3 separate regions of the Mus musculus genome follow, and regions 2 and 3 are each linked to region 1. The links are chromatin contacts, called in public Hi-C maps. All regions are on one chromosome and are shown on one strand. The core of a region is the stretch at or near the end of the contact, and the rest is flanking DNA. Distances in the headings are between cores, read along the strand shown.

Region 1 (3,775 bases), core at 572-3,071:
AAAGGCTTTGGAGAGAAACTGTGCTATCAAAAATGAGCTGAAGGCATCCCTTGAGGAAGTGCCTCAGCAGTTAAGAGCAATTGCAGCTGTGCAGAAGACCAATTTCAGGTTCCATCACCTACATGATAGTATCCAACCTTTTGTAAATTTAGTGCCAAGGGTTGAATGACATCTTCTGATCTCCACAGGCACCAGGTATGTATGTGGTGAACATGTGTAGATACAAGCAAAACACTCACATACATGTAATATAATATAACAATAATAGTGTGCTGACGGGATTCTATTTAAGTAGTCATAGGTAAGAAAATAAGGGTGAAATAATGTGAAGAGTGGGGGTGGGGCAGAGGAAGAAGAAGGGAGAAGGAAGAAGGCAGGGGAGTGGTGGGAAGGAGAGATTGAATTCAATAATGGTGAGAAAGAGAAAAGAGGAACCCGCTTCCTTGAGGTTTCTAATCGTATGTGTCCATGAATAAGATGCCATTTGGACTTAATGAGGATGCAACAAAGAGGGATTGGGCTGGAAGAAGAAATGAAGCTTGCTACTCTGTAATGTCCTTGAAAGCAGAGGTGAGTAACTTTGGGCTCAGCGTGAACTAGCCCAGGAGCCTCTTCTTTCTAACCACCCTTGAGCTGTACCCCTCAGCCTCAGTTTCTCTCAATTCTTTGGAGCAACCAGGCCTCTGGCAACCAAAGAGAGGGACAGGATGGTACAGTGGGGAGAGTTGAATTACCCCAACGTGACCTCTGTACATTGCCTGCTTCTAGCACCTCATTTTCTGATGCTTCTCAGCCTTGTCCGGAGCTAATGAACCTCAGAGAACAAAGCTGTCTTTTGTTTGTTTGTCATTTTGAGGTTTTTCCGGTTGATTACGATCTATGCCAGCAAGAGGATATAAAATCACCAGCAATTCTTAGCTGAGGATCACAGGGCATTTTTATCCCCTTCTGAGAGAATGCTGAAGTTAATGTAAAAAACGCTGTCCTAACCACTTTAGATGAGAGAAACTGTTAAAAGGATTTTTTTTTCTGTATTCATTTTTCTTCTCATGTGAACTGTTATTCCCCCTCCTTTTAGCATTTTCTGCTTTGTTTCACACCCCCTGTAAATCAGGTGCCTTTTTAAAAAGAGCAAAATTTGAATTCCTTCTTACAGACAAAAAACTACAAATGACTCTCACTCTCCATGAGCCCAAAGGAAACAAGAAGAAAAAAACAATCTGCTATGTGGCGCCACTTTGAGGTTTGCCCTCATCAAGCCATGGTGTCTCTTTCCCACAGACCATTTTTGATACCCACCCCCAATCTCTATTTTACACTTAATCTCAGTCTTTGAGACTTCTCACTCTTCTTGGAAAGAATTCTGCCTTAGCAGCTTCAGTCTTCTGGGGGAATATAATTATCTAAACTGGCATGGATCCAGAACTCAGCTCCCCCATGAAAATGATTCCTTATTAAAGATTAAGTGGTAACAAGTATGTCAACAGCACTCCCAGCTCTAGAATAATTCTGAGCAAATAAAAAATGGCAACGGTTCCTATTTTCTATCTGGAAACTCTCTCTGGGCCTCTTTGTACCCCAGGTGGCACAGAGTTCTCTAATTTGTTCAGGTGTTGGATCATGGGAGCCAGTAGACAGGTGATGGGGACAGCAGCTTTATCTACCGTGAGGATTCAGGGGATGCAAGCCAGGGAAGCAGCTGGTTTTGAGGCAGCCTGGTGGGGCTGGCTTTTCTAGGGATGCTGAGCCAGGCCACTAGTCCTGCTCAATCCAGGCCTCCTTCCTGTTTCCTGTAGCCTCTGACTTGGCTGACATGGCAACACTGCCCTCTTCTGGGACAGCACAGTCATCACACTTCACCTGAGTTCCCATATCCAAGGACAATGGCTGGCAGCATAACCGGGAGCAGAAAGGAAGTATGCGGTCAGTTCTTTCGTGGCTAGAATGTCAAGAGTCCCCATCTGTGATATCTGCCACAGCCCAAGCTTTTGGAATCGGACAGACAGCTCTGCCATGTATTTATTATGTGACCCTGGGCATGCTTTACCTTTCTAAAACTCAGAACAAAGAGAGAGTCACTATGGTGCATAGAAATCGAGGTTTTGCTTTTTAGCCGGGGTGATCATGCCTTCACCTTTTCTCAAGATTTCTAAGTTTATACTAGCTACATTAGTGTAATTATTAGCGATACCTTATTTGCTCTTAAATGACCCCCTTTTCTTTATTACAGTGCTAGTCTTCCCATGGTTATGTGTTTGTCCTACTACCCACTCTCCCTAGGTAGCTCAGGCTAGCCTAGAATTCTCTTTGAAGCCAAAGATGACCTTGGAATGTCTGAATCTCCCACCCCTACCTTCTGTGCCCTGGGATAACAGGCAACACACCTGCTTTGTGCTGGGCTGGAGTACCCACCCATGTTCTATGCATAATAGACACTCACACTACCAACTAAGGGATATCCCGAGCTCTTTTTTTTTTTTTTTCAAAAGAGCAGTATGAAGATGGATAGACAGCTCAGTGGTGACAACTGGCTGTGTTTCCAGAGGACACAGGTTCCATACCAAGCACCCACATGGTGACTCATAACTGTCTGTCACTCTTCTCACTGGAGATCTAAACCCTCTTCTGACCTCGGGAAGCACCAGGCACAGATGTGGTACATGGACATGCATATTCAGGCAACCCATCCATACATATAAAATAAAAATACAGGAAAAAAGTAAAAGCCATTCCTTTCCATTAGTCCACGGGGTTGCTAGCTTCCCTCCCTGCACTCAGCAAAGAAAGGATATGACACCATCAGGAAAAGTCTAAAAATGCTACAACAGGCACCAGAGCAACTGTAGAGGGAGCCTGAGCAAACTTCTCCTCAGCACAAGAGCCATGCTAACATTTGCTTGGCCCCCCTGCAGGACTGCAGCAAGGCTCACAAGCAAAGAGTGTGAAAAGGCAGTATGAGATAGAAGTGAAGAACTGGTCTCCTTGTAAATGAGTATCAACTACCCACAGTTGAAAACCTAAGGAAAAAAAAAGATAAAATTAAAACATATAAAAGCACAAGCTCTGTGAATATATGTATTGCCTCCATGTCTGAGAAATGTAGGGAATTAAGGAAATGTCTGCTCATGTGGTAGCTCAGATCATTGACAATGGCTAAATTTTGTTACATTGACATCCCTGAGGGGAAGCTGGCACCAATGCCAGGGTAGCAGCTGATCTGCATGTCTATTTACATAAATTTGCATTGGCCTGGTGTTGAAATATAAATGCTGATATTAAAGAAAGTCATTTTCTTCCAGATTAAGGCATCTCAATATAGTACAGCCGCAAAGATGCACACTGGTCTTTGACCTTGTATTTGCATGACCTTGAATGAGTGATGATCTCATTGTATTGTTTCCTTATCCAGAAATGGAACCAATAATAGCACTCGCCAAAGAAGGTTGGTGCAAGGATTAAACGAGCTAATGTGAGTGAGGGATTTAGAGCATGGCCTGGCTTATTAAGCTCTCAGATGCTAGTGACTATTATTATCTCAGAACTTGCCCATTGCCCGTCACCATCAACCCCAGTTACACAGCCTCTACTTTTTTTCCTTCTGAAAATCATGAAAGTTGGGTGTTTAGAGCTAGGAGGGATCTCAGAACATCTAATCTGTCACTTTCAAACTTATTTTATTTCTTTTAAAATAACCATGGAACACTTTTGGAAAATGAAAGCTTACATGGAAACCCAGCATGAAGAACGGTGGAGTATTGTGGTTAAGGAAATGGGC
Region 2 (3,775 bases), core at 944-3,443, 1.0 Mb before region 1:
AGCAAATTTGTTGGTGCCGAACAATAATTGAGTTCAGGTTTATGAGGGAGGGCAGGATGGTTTCTATAACTCGTGGTAAGGCCTATGACTCAAAGGGCTTGCATCTTTCTGAGATGTGAAAACTGCTGACTTCAAACTCTACATTATAGCATACAAGTCAGGAAGCAGGCTAGACTGGCTTCTCTGTAGGATATAAAAATTGACTTTTAACTCAGGCTACTTATGCTTTCTTAGAAAAGACTAGGCACCATCCAAAGCAACCCTAGGTCTTAACAAGTAGAATATGTCTGAGCAACTTCTTTATTTTTTCAGTTTTGTTAATTAGCAATAGAATTTTCTAATATAATATTTTTAAATTACAAACTGCCACCAATTCCTCTCATATCCTCCCTACGCTTTAAACCCTGATCCTGAACAGACTTAATGATACTACATTGTCTATGGAAAATGAAGAGCTGTAGACAAATTCTGAATGAAGGTTAATATTTGAAGAACTCAAGGTCTTAAATCAGTATTCTTCAAATTTAAAATGAGAAGAAAACTCTCAAAAGATGTTAAAAGTTCAGATTTCACTCAGTCATCTAAATGGGTCTACTAATTTTTTTTAAAATTCTAAGAAGCTATCAATTGTGCTCCATGCATAAACCCTATTTCTATCAATAAGACATTAAAATATTTCAGTACCATTGAAGATATTAAAAAAATCAAGAAGTTAATTAACATGTTCAGGATCACCTTTTATCGATAGATTGGATTGTTTGATTTACTTTACTATGGATTATTTTCTTTAACACAACCTTTGGAACCACATCAGACAAGACCAATTATAAGTATCAATCTTCAATTGGATAACTTACTTTGGTGGTGAATATATATATATATATATATATATATATATATATATATATATATATATATATATACACATACATACATATATATACATACACACACATACATACAAATTGTTGGGCATTCAATATTTGGTCATAATACAGTGCCCTCTTTTATCATCATTATAATATGATTTCTAGTTATAACTAATGAATATATTACAACATAAAAAAACAGAAATTGAATTGATATTAAAGGCACAGAATAATACAGTAATTATAGGAAAATTCCTTCCTCCCAAGTATTTATTCATCATAATAAAATTTAATTTTTGTTCTTTGGAAGGGCTGCACCATGTAGTTATGCACACTGAGTCATGTTTATCTCTGAAAGCCAGCATTCACATCGCACATGACATCACATCTTTTCACAGCCTCTGCTGAACATCTGGAAAGCACATGTGTATGTGGAGACACAATGACGTTCTGATTTTTCATGAAGTCCCTGTTCAAATTGCATTGGTGTGTTGTCTTTAATATCTCAGTAAATGTCATGCCCAAGAGACTCATAGAGCTATATAAGTACTCCTTCTCATCCCTTCATGCTTTGCCTATTTTTAGAGGCACAGGTTGCCACTTCCAAGGCACTCTATTTGACAAATGCTCAACATGTGTTCTTCACAAGCTAAAGAAATTTTTACTTTGTTCTTTTTTGCTACACTCTCATCATTTTCTCAACACTTTCTTACAAAGCATCACCTCATAGTGTTAACATTTTTAATACTCTAATTTAAAATTTTAGTACCAATGAATATTTTTGTTAAATATACTGATACCCTACTTATATCAGTCCAAAAGATGACCAATGATCAATATTAAAATCTTATCTTGTACCTGTATCATGTTTATGCAGTGTACCTAATTCTTTGATACTTGAAAATGTATTCATCCTTAAAATTACAGAGAAATATAGTAAAGCAGGCATTAAAACTTCTGTTTTTAATTAGATTAAATTGCCACCAAACAGTACTATTTGTTCAATTCAACCTACTTCTGTATTCACTTTCCCTGAGTCTGTCTCACAATAGCACTATTCATCTCACCACTGATAGGGCAGTTTTGAATAAAGGCAACATATTTTGCTTAAGATCTATAATATCTAAGCTCTAGGGCCACATCCCAAACTGGATCCCTTGGATCCTTTTTTCTATTTTTATTCTTTCCACAGTAGGACACCCGAGAGACATGCAGAGAGTCAACCGAGCTGGACTGGGTGGGTCACAGATGTGTTGTCTTCTTCCCCACAGTCCATGCCACCTGGCACCACCTGTCCTTGTTATCCGGTGCCAGGTGGAAAGGCCACCTCATTCCACAACAATCAGAGCTTGGAATAAAAGCAGCAAAGCAAGCGACTGCCCTTTCCTGTGTTCTGTTTTCATAGCAATTGCTGCTGAGATAATCAGATGTTTGTTCCAAGTGATAATTTCTCATTTGTTTACTCTGGCCATTGGATGCACAATTGGGGCCATGGCTGGAAATGTAAGACTTCAGCAGGGTGGCTGGTGACATCTGAGCCTTTGGAGGCAAAATCAGAGGCAAGAGATATATTCATGACCAGAAATGAGCAGCAAGTACAGTTCAGGATAAATCCCAGATATCAAACATTTCCTCTGAAAATCTAGTCTTCAATTATTAGGACCAAAATTGTCACTGAACAGAGGCTCAGAAGCCTAACATCCCTTGGAAACTGCTTTTGCTCTTGATCTTCTGTATCTCTCATCTCTGAAAGAGAAGAATGATAAACAATAATGGCAGGATTGCAAAATGAAAAAGAAAATGTACTTTCCTATTTAAAATTATCTATTATTTTTAGACTGTCTCTGTGTCAGACTCTAGTCATCTACAGTAGAAACACTAGGGAATCATAGAACCGTGCTGTGGAGATGGATCCATCCATAAAGTGCTTGTCAAAAAAGACAAAGGACCTCTAGTTGGATCTCCAGCATCTATGCAAAATGTTAACAGTAGCTGTGCACTACTGAAATCTAGGTGCTAGAGGAAGAGACCAGTGGAGTTCTTAAAGGTCACTTACAAAACTATCCTAGACTAAAGCATGAGTGCCAGATTCACTGAGATAGCCAGTCTCAATAAATAAGTTCGGAGCATAATCAAGGAAAGACACCCAAACCTGGACCTCGAAGTACACATATACCCAGTATCACAATGCACACAACCAAGTACCCATGCATATACACACTATCAAGTACATATCACATACAAAGAAGAATGATAACAACAGAAACCATGCTAGCTGACCATCTCCTAATATTTCCAAGTATTCCTTGCTATGGCATCAACAGCCCTCTTGGCTCTTTCCTCTCAGTTCTTTGCTGCAAACAACTCCCTCTCTCTGAGTTTCTACAACTTTTCTCACTATTTCAATGTTTCTGGAAAACTTTATGGCTCAACTGTATCCTTGCTCAGGTCTCTGCCACAAGGTAATCTCTCAAGTGTGCCCTACTGCAAATACAGGTGAATCTAAAATACTCCCCTCTAATGCTATCTATCCTTTGTATCATTCATTTCCCCATACTTAGCTCCCAGGAGCTGACATGTCTTTAGCACAAACATTCACAGCCGGAGAAATTGATGTTTTAATGGTGTCTCAATGATGAGAGGACCTTCATGTTTTGCATTCATTGTTATAATTACAATTACTTGTACAGTGCCTTACACATAACCATTTTATAATATATACATAATTACTTATGCATAAATATTACCTATTCAATAACTATTTATTGAATACAGAAATAAATGAATGTACATATAAATTGAAATCCAATTATTTTGTTAGAATCATTTTGGTCAAATTATTTTGCTGGCTTTAGGATTTTATTACCTATAGGAAGTTATGTAGTATGTACAATGTTTAATAACCT
Region 3 (3,775 bases), core at 331-2,830, 950 kb before region 1:
TTACATGGAAGCATTCTGGCATAGTATTGAAGTGTGAGAGAGAAAATGTTGGCATTAATTATTGGGGGGAAATCAAGAGAGCAAGTTTTCCTGGAATCTTGCCCAGGTGCAAAGGCAGCTACAAAGGGCTGCACCATGGTGGCTGTATTGAAAGGTCAGCCTCTGCACTTAGAACCAGGTCCCTCATAGTTCATGCTTTAATTTAAACTAAAAAAAAAAAAATAATAGAAGTCTATTTTAAGTGATTACAGATTAAACAATTCACCTACCATCTGATTTTGTCTGTAAATTTGCTCAGCAAATCCTTTCTCCATAAAGGGAAGAAAAGAAATTTCCTAAGAAGCACTGATTCGAATGAGGACTTACAGAGCTGTGCTTAAAAGACTCTGGTATCCCCGTCCTTGCTAATTTCAGTTTACTTTGTGACCTTGAGCAATCATTTCTCTTCAGTGGACCTCGGGTTCTGCACTTGTGAAACATCAGGTTGGGACCTTCCCTTTAGTCCTGTGAAGAAGGAAGAGAAGCCTTGGTGTCAGCAGTGAACCTGCTAAAAGGCAAATTCTCAGGCTACTTCTAGACTTCCTGCTTCACAAACCCTGGGTGACAGACATCCAGCAATCTGCGTTTTAAAATCTTACAGGAGATTGCCATGGTAGAGCTGACAATCTACTGGACTAAAGAAATGAAAAGTTTCTAAGTCTCTGTCATCTTGGGGTCTTTGAATTAAAAACAAACAAACAACCAAAAAACCAAAAACAAACAAACAACCCAAAAGTACCCTCTGTTTTTTAATGGGAAGAAGAGCTGGCTTGGATAAGCTGTTTGAAAAAAAATCTTGGAGGAGAGAGTAGCCTCCCCTAACCAATGACTACAGATCCCATGGGGAGAGAGTCCTGGGAATGTGTACCCGGGCCACCTGGAAAGGAAGCAGGGACGATATGGAAGGATTCTCCCCTGGTGTTTAGAGATGGGAAAAGGCAGGTTGAAGGCAGATTGATAATGTCTTCATCTGGAACAGCTTGGCATACATCATGTTTACAAATAGAAGTGATGTGTGATTTTAGTATTAGAAATAGGGTTTTCCAATGATGTGAAAACTCCCATAAGCTATTGTCTGTACTGTATGTATGTATGTATGTATGTATGTATGTATGTATGTATGTATGTATGCATGCATGTATATACATATGTACGTACGTACGTATGTATGTATGTATGTACATATGTACGTATGTAGGTATGTACGTATGTACGTATGTACGTATGTACGTATGTACGTATGTACGCATGTACGTACGTACGTATGTATGTATGTATGTATGTATGTATGTATGTAACCTGTCTTTATAGATGAGGAAATGGATAAACCATGTGGTAGTAAAGTAAGACAAGGCCAAAGAAGAGAAAGTTCCACGGTCACCAAGGCCATGAGGCATTTTCTGTCTCAAGCACCCCTGGGGGCCCAGGATTTTTTTTCTCAAGAAAGGAGCCCCTTCTAACCCTAGTGGAGCCTGCTTAGACTCAGAAGCAGTAACGGTGGAAGCTGGAGGATTGGTGCTGGGCAAGAGGTAGAGGACAATAAGGAATTTTATCGCCATCTAGTGGCACTAGAGAAAAGGCACGCAGCGTCAGCACCAAAGCTGAGGAAGGCTAGCACTGAAGCATCTTGCTTAAAAGAAAGCTGTTAATCTGATTGAATTGCTATTCCCAGGGATTTAGGTACCAGGTCCCCTCCCCAAGCTCCTCATCAAGGCTAAGCACGAAGTGACTAGCCTTGATAGTAATGACACAATTTAGTGGACAGGAGGCTGCTATTGGCTCAAAGAATCTTGAACACATTAATTCATTTTAATTCAAATGAGCTCTACAATTTGCATGTGGAATAGCACTTCCCATCCACAAATTAATCCTCAGTGGGAAGGTCATTCAATGGATGCAAAACTGAAGAGCAGAGGACATGGCAAAGGGTCACAGAGAGCAAATGACAAGGAAAACACAGCAGTTTCCAAACTGATCTGTTCCTAATGCCACACCCGTGTTCTGCAGGAATTCTTATCGACAATCTGGGAAATACAGCGCACGAGACCCACAAGTCCATCCCTTCAGTGAGCACAACCTGAATCCTAGGATTTCACAGTTTTCAGATGCCAAGTTCCAACCCTCTCTGCTTTTCACCATGAGGGAATAACCAGGGAAATTGTTCTTTTCCTTAAGAGTTGTTCTATTTCCTTTAGAGTTTCCATACTAATCAGGCACTTAGGTCTCACGGAGGTGTTAGTTAGAAAAGAGGTCGGTACCATGATAGGAAGTGATGGGCTGGGACGGTTGCAAAAAACTGAACATACTTAAGTTTCACAAGTGAATATGGATAAGTTCGAGGTTTTCTGCTCTTATGTGAGACTTGTGGAACACAATGACAGAATGCCTTTTTTTTCATTTTGAGGCATCCAATGTGTTTTCCAACAATCTAAAAAAGCAAACTGTTACATTTTTACTCAATAGTTTTTTTTTTTTTTCATTGCACAGTCACAAGAGAGAGAAAAAGACAAAGGAAAAGCAAAAAACCTCTAACCATCAGGAAACTACAAGCCAGATAATTTGATACTTTCCAAGTCTTTTCTAACAGTCAGCCAGGACAACTGATGCCTCCATGAATGTGTGGAGAAGATACATGTCCTGGAGAAAGTGCAACATTCCTTAAGACCTATTTGAATAGTGATTTCCTATCTTCTTAGACCCCAAACACTTTAATTCTCTACCACACCACTCATTGTTCTTTGCTTTTTCCTTTTTACTTCATAGGCATAATATGCTTAAACTAATAACCATATTTAACCATCAGTTATTTATTATTCACTATTTCATTTGGAATATGGTCGAGAATACAGAAATATTGATTCTGATACTGTTCCAGTAGTGGACTTAGGGCAAAGCATAGAATCAGTAGAGACTTTATCCCTGCTAGCCTGGAGTCAATACAGGAGGATATCAGACTAAATGTGTTGTCAGTTCAGTTAAGGAAGAGATGAAACCAAAGTTTGGATGATAAAAGAGAGCCATTTACATGAACAGTGGTAGATGAGCACACTGGACAACCACATGAAAACAAGTACTGTTATATGACATCACACAAAATTTAAGATGGATTGTAAATCCAATACTTAAAAAGACTCTATAGAATGTATTTTTAATCTCATTCAATGAAACTCTTTAACCTGAACACTGAGTGCTCAAAATGTAATGAAAATTAAATTAAGCAAATTTATCTATGCTGAAATTGAGACAGGGCAATGAAAGACATTGGCACTGTAGAAAAGGATGAATCCTAGGGTTTAAGAAGACATTCAAAATAAGGCATTCACTTCAAGCATGAGTCAAAACCACTGTAGAACAATGCCAAAACCAGAAAGGCCAGCAGAAACAATGGGCAGAAGGAGATTAAAATCAAGGAAGGTAGGGAACACTCACAAAAATTAATACAAATAAAACCATTTTTGAGATCATCCCTTATTAAACTGATGCAAAACACATGACATATTGATACATGCACACCTATGTACATCATCCATTATGAAGATCCGGTACAGTATCCATCACTACTGATACACTGTAGATTACCAGAGACACTTCAGCATTGCTTTCTGGAACTCTTCATAAGCAACTGTCCCTATAAAACTGCAATTCTGTTGTCGATTTTGCATCCACAATGCAGATGTGAATAGTGACAGAGAGGTATAAGAATACTCTCAGGACTGCTATTAGCAGTAGCAGTTTT

What was found. A called contact is a pair of places that touch in the nucleus more often than the background predicts.
Region 2: a Hi-C map of cerebellum shows a contact between it and region 1, with 2.3 times the contacts expected there. The contact joins two enhancer-like sites. A contact is called at or near these places in 2 of 484 Hi-C or Micro-C datasets (brain and cerebellum).
Region 3: a Hi-C map of cerebellar granule neurons shows a contact between it and region 1, with 2.7 times the contacts expected there. The contact joins two enhancer-like sites. A contact is called at or near these places in 3 of 484 Hi-C or Micro-C datasets (cerebellar granule neurons and cerebellum).

What each region holds. Positions count from the first base shown.
Region 1 is chr4:66,521,702-66,525,476 of GRCm38.p6, reverse strand. No RefSeq gene overlaps it. Among named protein-coding and RNA genes, the nearest start is that of Gm25480, 20 kb to the left of the region's middle. Within about 2 kb of position 1,821, at least 18 of the 459 cell types and tissues checked have an H3K27ac peak or open chromatin away from gene starts, as enhancers often do. A contact at or near this core is called in cerebellar granule neurons and cerebellum, where this site is marked.
Region 2 is chr4:67,520,844-67,524,618 of GRCm38.p6, reverse strand. No RefSeq gene overlaps it. Among named protein-coding and RNA genes, the nearest start is that of Gm23738, 660 kb to the left of the region's middle. Within about 2 kb of position 2,193, at least 5 of the 459 cell types and tissues checked have an H3K27ac peak or open chromatin away from gene starts, as enhancers often do. A contact at or near this core is called in cerebellum, where this site is marked.
Region 3 is chr4:67,475,411-67,479,185 of GRCm38.p6, reverse strand. No RefSeq gene overlaps it. Among named protein-coding and RNA genes, the nearest start is that of Tlr4, 650 kb to the right of the region's middle. Within about 2 kb of position 1,580, at least 3 of the 459 cell types and tissues checked have an H3K27ac peak or open chromatin away from gene starts, as enhancers often do. A contact at or near this core is called in cerebellar granule neurons and cerebellum, where this site is marked.